2 separate regions of the Gossypium hirsutum genome follow, and region 2 is linked to region 1. A link is a contact called in public Hi-C data. All regions are on one chromosome and are shown on one strand. The core of a region is the stretch at or near the end of the contact, and the rest is flanking DNA. Distances in the headings are between cores, read along the strand shown. Region 1 holds the start of LOC107916634 (NADH dehydrogenase [ubiquinone] 1 beta subcomplex subunit 2). Region 2 holds the start of LOC107916611 (L-ascorbate oxidase homolog).

Region 1 (4,302 bases), core at 1,298-3,797:
GTATTTGGTGCTTGTTGAAAATGGATACAGTGAAAATCAAATGGTTGATGAATCTGTAATTAGTATTCTATGAGTTTAGGTAATTTGATACATGTTTGAAAATGACCATATTGATGAATGAAAAGGGTAAATTTTGATATGTAGTTGAATTGTATATTGTGGTATGGTGAGTCGTGTAATTTTTTATATTGAAATGGAATAAATGATGCTTGGTTGAAGTAGATTGAATGCTTATTTATGTCTTGTACCAATTGGTTTGATGTAAGAATGCATAAATTTGGGTGGCAAATTGGCTTGGTAAATAGCCTATTTTTTTGTCCACACGGGCAGAAACACGGACGTGTGTCTCGGCCGTCTATGACACATGGTTATGTTACACGGCGTGTGTCCCCTAGTGTTGAAATTAACATCAATTCAGTATGCTCCACATGGCCTCACACACGGGCGTGTGACTTAGCCGTGTGGCATCAGTCGGTATACCCTACAAGTTTGGCACGGCCTAGCACACGGGCATGTATGGTCATTTTTAGGCCACAGGGGCGTATGTGTTGGCCGTGTGACCCAAGTCAGAGAGTTACACGGGGTCGAAAACGGGCTGGGACACGACCATGTGCTCCCATTTCGAATGTCCACTCAGCTTGTGACACTGGCGTGTCTGGTGGCCATGTGAGACACATAGGCGGACCACACGAGTGTGTGTCCCCTGTTTTGAGAAAATTTTCTAAGTTTCGTGAAAGTTTCTTAAGTTATTGGTTTAGTCCCAATCCACTCCCAAAACATGTTTAGGGCCTCGAAGTCTCGTAGTAGGGACAAATTGATTGAGATTGAATGATGAATGCATGAATTGTGAAAATGTATGCTAAATGAATTTTTAATTGTTTTATAAGTTCAATAATACTCTGTAACCCTATTCCGGTATTGAATACAGGTGAGGGGTGTTACAACCTATCAATATTCAAAATACATACATTTTCTACTTATATGACAATGAAATGACTTTGTTAAGATTGAAAATAGTGGTGGTAAAGAAATTAATCAATTAAGTAGTTAGACTGTGGAAGCAATCTACTTAGCTTTACATCCATTGCAAGGAATCATTTCTAACACATCGGTGGAGCAGGCTTAGACACGTTGAGTACACCCAATACTTGTATCATAAATTTTTACTGAATGTAACATGGGGTCTATAAATTTTTATACATCATAAAATTTCAATCTAGTAAACTTATAAATAAATATAGTTAAATATTAAATAAATTAACGATTTACCAAAAAATTTCTAATTAATTTCCTTCGGGATCAACTCATAAGAAAGGACCAAGATACTTTGAATTCTTACGTTTTCAAAAACATGATGTAGATTCCAAAATATTGTGCATGTAGTTGGACCAGAGAATGCAGTTGCGTTATAAGGTTGCAATTGGACAGATCACGCAAGTGCGAATTAATGTAACATAAATACTATTAGTTCGAAAGCACTGTGGAGAGCAACAAATGTCCACGGACCACCTAATTGACACCAAAAAGTAAAATCTCCTTGTGCTTTAGGACCCCATAGTAACAACAAAGAATGTGCTAAACTACTAGCAGGGGTAGAAACTGCGGCGGTTAAAAAATTGCAACCTTCCAAATAGGAGCTGGTCAATCCATGAATATACCATGAAGTTATAAAGGTTGTACCTATAAACCAACCCCCTAAAACGAAATAGGAATAGGGAAAGAGCAATAGGGCGGATCAACCTACAAAAACGAAAAGGTCCCTACATAACCAGTCATACATAATATCAAATAAATCATTTTCATCTTCGGTAAATTTACCAAGGGCAATAGCTGTATTTAAATTCAAAACATAACAATAGAGACAAGAATAGAAAATAACCATTAAAGATATTTAAATTAAACTGTGTTTATATATAATAAATAATTTAAAATCATTAAAAATATATGTATATTAATTAATGAAATATAAAATAAAAAGTATATATTTGGTAAGTAAAATTAAAATATAATAAAAATCTAAATTAAATAATTAAAACTATATTTTGTGCTAATTAATAATAATTTAAAATATACAAATTATATTAAAATTAAAATAAATAAATATTAAAAAACAATCTACAATTTTAAGAATTAAATAAACTAAACTACAAGTGAAAGGGGTGAAATGAATTTTGTTTTCCTCTCCTTTAGTGAAATGGGGAGGTCCTCTATTATAAAAATCTGATTAAATTAATATTTTTTATAATTAAATAAATTAATTTAGTCCTTATACTATTAAAAAATTAACTAAAACTAAATTAGAATAGATTTAACATATACTATTTTAAAAAAGTATCATTTACTATTTAGCATAGCTAATATTTTTAAAAGTTTTATGGTTTTGTAAATAAAATATTCTGTTTAGAATTAAATTACAATTGAAAAAAATAATTTTCAAAGACCATTTTTTATACATTAAATGTTAAATCTATTTGATACTTTTTAATAATATAGGACTAATTTGATTCATTTAATAATACAACCATCTAATCCCTGTAATACATCAACTCTCAGATTTATGGATCAATGGCTTGGGCTTAGCCGATTTCGTGAAAAAGGCCTGGTACAACGAAAAGAAACCAGCACATATGGGAACCACACCTTCAGTTGGTCAAATTCGCATCCAACGGTTCAGGATCGGTTTAAATCTAAGCAACCGGCAAGTGATTAATCCACCTTCGAACACTTGGGAACATTTCTGGTGTTTAGGGTTTGGTTGCAGGGAGAGATGGGAGGAGGCCATGGAGAGAGTACAACTTACAAAGGTCTAACTTTGCATCATCCAAAGCGATGGCATGTTGTCACCGGCAAAGGCTTGTGTGCCGTTATGTGGTAATTTTTATTTTTCCTTTTTGTTTGAATTAATCGGTATCCTTATTTGTTACCAATCTGACGTTTATTGGATTTAGTTTATCTAGTGATTCTGTTGTGCCAAGACATTTGGGAATTTGGTGCAATTTCAATTAGCATATCTGTAAAAAGAATTCATGGATACGCCTTGAAAGTGGAAATTTAATTTATAAAAAAATTGGGGGTTTAGTTTGAAAGATGTGCAGTGAAGGCTTGAATTTGGATCAAATTAGTTGATGCTCGAAGGTTTTATGTTTTAGAATTATTATCTGCAAGCTTTTCCATTAACGATCATGGATACTGATGGCCGTGTACATTGTCACTGTATTATCCTTGTGATTCATAGATGATATAAGTCAGGTTGCTTGCAAACATTAATAAAGATTAGATTGCAATGCTGATGGATTTTTTGAAGTTCCTTGAATCTGGTGTTTCAGGTTTTGGGTCTTGTACAGGGCTAAGCAAGATGGTCCTGTTGTATTGGTAAGAAGTTCCTCTTTTCAGTTGCCTTCATAATCAATCCTTATCTGAAGTAACTTGCTTTCATTCCCGGACTGACTTTGTCGCTCTTAGGGTTGGCGACACCCTTGGGAGGGCCATGATGATCATTCTCACGGTCATGGAGATAAGCATTAGGTACAGTTTTTCTTTCTGCTTAGTATGATTTGTTGAGTTTTGATTTTGCATATTTTGCATTTATAAGAGGTTAATCGAACACAACTAAGAGGGAGGTCATTTATTCTTGATGCTTGAAAACTTGATTCTTTTTCCTCTACTCGGAGTTACTATGAAACTCCAATTCATTGTTACTTTATTTATGCCTATATATTTTGTGCTCCAAGTCTACATAACTTTAAGGAATTATGGCCTGTCTCTGTCATAATGGCATGTAATTGATTTCATTTGCATGTGTATCCACAAGGTTCAAGGATTGATACAATAAAAGAGGAGAGAAAAACCGAGAACTAGCATTATTATTAGATATTTTTTCCTTGATTTTTCTATTCGCCTATCCTTGTTACTTTGTTAGGAGGCCTTAGGATTTTAGCATTCATTTGCTTTGCCGGCATTTTTTAATTTGTCTGTTGCTAATTTCATTGGTGCTTTTAGTTTATGTTTGGGTATATTTATATTCATGTCCTAAGAGTGCAGAGTGACATGAAAGAAACTTGTTTTCCACTTCAGTGACTCCCGGATTGTGTTTAGGCACAGGAAGATTATCTGATTACAGGCTTGCTGTTGCAGATGTTGTTCCAAATGTCTTTTGTTAATTTCTTCGGTTTCAATAAAGTGATTGTGAAGGAAGATTGTAAGCATAATGGGATGAAATATGAAACTCCATTTCAACATTATGAAACTCCATTTCAACATGATTGTTTTTGCTGTTTTTAAGCATGGATTTTTCTGAATGAA
Region 2 (4,644 bases), core at 1,580-4,079, 260 kb before region 1:
GCCAACTCTGTACAATGTTCTCATTATTCTGAAACACTATCTCAATGAAAGCCCTGTAGTCAGCTTGCATTACTGAAGTATCAAGGTATATCTTTCCGCCATAAGGATTATCAGATATGCTTCCTACACGAAAAATTCCTCCGATTTTGAAATAGTCAGCAAGTTTCAGAGGTGTGTCTGCTGGAACAAATGAAACACTGTTAACTGCATATCTTTGCTTGCCGTTAACTTGCCCGGCGGAATTCGCAAGCCTGATGGTTCTGGTTGTGTTAATGAGACCGTAGTGATATGAACCCTGTGGGTTAGGCCTTGGTCCACTTGCTGTAAGGTTAGTCCTGAAACAAAAACATGCACAGAACTAGATTAGAACACATAATATAAGGTTCACAGCTTGTCGGTGTCAGTTAAAACTTGGAAAAAAAGTACCTGATAGAGCGGGCCTGGTTCAAGGACCAGTCAATTTGGATAGTTGGTCCACCAGGAGGAGGACCAGAGACAGGGCCAGCGGAATTGCTATATCGGAGAATTGCTGTAGAGGTGAGGACCCGGCTGGTGAAGCGAGTGGAGACTGCAATGTAATAATCTTTTGCAGGCTGATCAGCTTTAAATAAAACTGAACATGATTGGCCAAGGTGAAGGTCTATTGAAGAGTAGGTAGTTTGCAAAGTGTGGGTTCCCTCAACTTCTACCAACGTCAACCGATGGTTTTGGATGCGGAAATTGAGAGAATTCTGCAATCCAACATTTGATATCCGAAGCCTGTAGGTTTTCCCTGCAATAAATGGTGCACAACATGTTTATTCTCAAATCAAATCCTTCCGAAACAACTTAAACCACATATAATTAGAGTGACTAATATACCCTGTTCAACGTTGAATGAGGCACCGCCAGGTCCTCGACCGTTTATAAGGATTCCATCAGGGAAAGGGAGCTTCTTACCACGATCCAGACGAGCTTTCAAATTCTGCACAAGCACATTTCCAGAAACCAAGTGATCCCAAATGTTAGAAGTGTCACAACTTTTATGAAGATCATGCATTTTCCATTTAAATGCCAAGTAAAGGCAAGGGTTTGAAAAATGAAGGATGATTAATACCGTGTGATTGGACTTGTACCAATCTCCAACAAGAACAGTGTAATCTCCAGCAGGATCCGGGAAGGGAACCGGGATCCGAGGTCGGCTGAGGATCCTGATCCCTCCAAAACCACCAGAAGCCTTATGGAATGCAAGAGAGGGGAAGTAAAAGAAACTTCCTATCTGATCCTTGACCTGAAGAATGTATGTGAAGTTCTTTCCTGGTGGAATAGGACAGGTTGTTCCATATACACCATCTTCATAAGAATTCCTCCTCTGTTGGATTCCACTCCTACATTTACCATTTCATTTTAGTATCTGCTAATTTTAGATGGCATCTTTCATCAAGTTCACAGCTTTTACCACTTGTATGCAACTTTTCTACATTTTCAGGACTTTACAAGTGATGAACAATTCAATTCAATTCAATTCAATATCAAGAACAAAATACTGCAATCTTACATTTTATTTGCAAGCTCATAAATGATGAACAAAATATTGAGGTATGAAAGACATTAGCTTCCTTTTTCTGGTATGCGTCCAAATCTCTATCAAAACATTCCTAAGTCCACCAACATTGCACCTTCCCATTATCTCTTAGGTGGTGGTGGGAGACAGCTAATTAAAAATTGGGCCATGATGAATGATGGGTTTAAAATTAGGTAGATTATGGGCCATCCAACTTTCCCAAATTAATTCACCAGTAAAATCTTAAAACGCTGTCTCTCTCAATCAAGGACACTTTTGCTTTCTAGTTATAGACTGATACTAGACACTATTTTCTGTGTCTCCAAGACCTATGCCTTAAACCTTGGCATTCAAATTGCCGCTTTCACGGGCAGTCTTTCACTTTACAGGAAAGAGTTAAAGGAAGGAAATGAATGGGGACAACCAGATCTGCCATGTGACCAACCACATGCAAGGATGGCAGGAAAGAAGTAAAACGAATAAAGCTGACCGATTCTTTTAATAACAAATCTTAGTAAACAACTAATTAGGATGTTTGTCAGAATGGTACTAAGCTTAAAAATATGCCCCCACATGGCAGCTAGACAGATGATGATTAGTTAGATTCGTGTCTTTCAAAAGAAAGGGTGGGTAAATGTTTGTGGATAGAAGAAGATGGAATGAATGGAGTTGGATCTTACCAGGAAATAAGAAAAGGCTCGTTTAAACTGTTATGGACGTTGATAATGAGATTGTCGTTGGTAACAGAGTGAATGTCAGGGCCCGGGAATTGACCATTGATAAGAATACCCTGCCAAAATCAAAATCTAACTAATCAATTCATCATCATATATGGTTTAAAACAAAAACAGCAAGATGTGAATGAACGAAGGGTCACCGTTTGGCGAACTCCAAGAGGATAAATGTCACCAAAGGTAACATTCCAGTCGAAGAATCTGTAGGGATCTTCAGCACCGGCAATGGCAAAAAGACCAGCTGTGGCACAAAGCAATACCACCGCCAAATGAAGCTGCATTTTGGAAGTATAAAATGAAAAAAAAAAAAAAAAACCTTTCCTGGCTCTCAGTTCCTATGTAGCGAAAGTGAAAGACTTTAAAAAGAAAAAAGGAGGGGAGTGGCACACTCTTTTAGTGCGGTACAGGGGATGATGTCTGTCTGCAAGTGTAAATAAGCCGTAAAGAAAAGAAAAATAAAAGGCAGTGTCGGTGGTGGGGTGCTTAGATAAACATCAGCAATGTGATTCAGGGTCATATGAGCTTCGGCTTCATTGCAAATGTATTGATAGCGAGGCGGTGGAAGAATGACTTCAATACAATACTAATATTATGAGAGTGGTGGTGTCATGTGTGTTTTGTACTCTTCTCTTTTGTTTTGACCTTTACATGTGAAACTGCCAAGTGATTAATTTAAAGCAGGGAAACCCAAAGTCAAGACCCCACTTTTGATCTCGCATTATTTTTGTTCTTGTTAGAATCAATAAATTATGGTCTAATTTTAGTATTATACATTAATTCTAAATTTAATTTTTATACTCTAGTTTTATACTATTTTCAAATTATGTTATAAAAAAATTATGTAATTTGATTTAATGAATTTAATGATTAACATTTTAATTAAAATTGAAATTTAAAATATGAAAAATTATAAATACTAAAATTAATCAAATTTGAGAACAAGGAGAGATTAATAGCAAAATTTGACATAAAAAGTTTACTATTATTTAAATTGAAATTAAAATTTTAAAATTCAAAAATTACAATAATTAAAATTAAAAATTAAAAAAAAACTGATCGAATACATAACTTACTCATTATACAAGTAGTAAAAACATAATTCAACTTAAAACCATTATCGCTTCAATTAAAAAGTTTGAGGTTCATTCGAATTGAATTTTGTTTTCTACATTTGAGCTTAACTTATTATTTACTCCAATAATTTCAAGGACAAATTAATTAAATTTTATAATATCTTATAGTATATTTTTTATCCTCTCCATTTATTTATATACAATTTTATCTTTAAATCGATATTAAAATAATTAAATTCCATTCAAATAATTTGAATTTAATTAAACAGATACGAATGCTAATATTATATACCATTATGATTATTTGTATTTGTTTGTTGCCTCATATTTTGTCTTAAAAATGTGAATTATGATTCAGGGATGCAGTTAGGGACAGCAGGCCATTTAAAATGAAAATTTTTATTTAAATTTTTTAAAATTTTAAAATAATAAAATACTTTAATTCTCTCTAAAAAATAAAAACTTAATTTAATTTTTAAAAAAATATAAATATATAAACTATTAAAATAATAAAATTACTTTTTATTATCGTAAAATTTATAATTTGATTTTCACTTCTAAAATTCTTTTTGGCTTCGTCCTCCTATTATTATTATCAAAATAATAAACTATGAAGGAAACTAGCTCAGAAAATTCGTCGAATTTATTAAACATTACTAGGATTTCATTCAAATGGCCTCATTCTTGGTTCATTGAATCGGTAAATACTGAATATATTTTTATTTATAAAATTTAGGCTCCATTTGTTTTACTAAAAATAATTTTCGAAAAATAATTTTTAGAAAATAATTTATTTTTCTAGAAAAGTTAATATTTTCTGGTGTTTGGATGAATCTGTGTAAAATATTTTTTTATTGTTTAGTAGATTTCTTAAAAATATTTCATAAAACCTGTTTTCAATTAAACAAACATACATTTGAGATTTTCTTATTTTTTCGTTGTTTAGTTGAATTTATTTTTTATCTATAATTTTATATTTTACATTGTTTTTGCATATATTAAAAATATTATGTTAAATTCAAATTCATTACGATGCCATTTTTTAATTACATGACTATCAAGTGAGTATTTTTTATTTAAAAATGTGACATCAACAAGATGGACAAAAAAAATTAACCATGTCAACAATTCGGCTTGATTTTCAAATTTAAAAAGTAAAGGGACTAAATTCTTGAAAATAAAAGTACAAAGATTAAATTACAAATCTGTGAAGTATACATAGACTTATGACATATCTTAACCTTTATATTACAAAACATTTATTATAAATATATTTATAATTGTAATAAATATG

The links. A called contact is a pair of places that touch in the nucleus more often than the background predicts.
Region 2: a Hi-C map of leaf shows a contact between it and region 1, with 4 times the contacts expected there. The contact joins the promoter of LOC107916611 here to the promoter of LOC107916634 in region 1. A contact is called at or near these places in 2 of 34 Hi-C or Micro-C datasets (both in leaf).

What each region holds. Positions count from the first base shown.
Region 1 is chrA01:20,571,648-20,575,949 of Gossypium_hirsutum_v2.1, reverse strand. LOC107916634 (NADH dehydrogenase [ubiquinone] 1 beta subcomplex subunit 2) reads left to right here and starts at 2,547. Exons shown (of 4, transcript XM_016845948.2): 1 at 2,547-2,871; 2 at 3,327-3,372; 3 at 3,463-3,525; 4 at 4,135-4,302. The coding sequence starts at 2,768. The coding sequence ends at 3,525.
Region 2 is chrA01:20,836,007-20,840,650 of Gossypium_hirsutum_v2.1, reverse strand. LOC107916611 (L-ascorbate oxidase homolog) reads right to left here and starts at 2,829. Exons shown (of 8, transcript XM_016845915.2): 1 at 2,421-2,829; 2 at 2,224-2,333; 3 at 1,097-1,367; 4 at 862-964; 5 at 427-772; 6 at 1-335. The coding sequence starts at 2,558.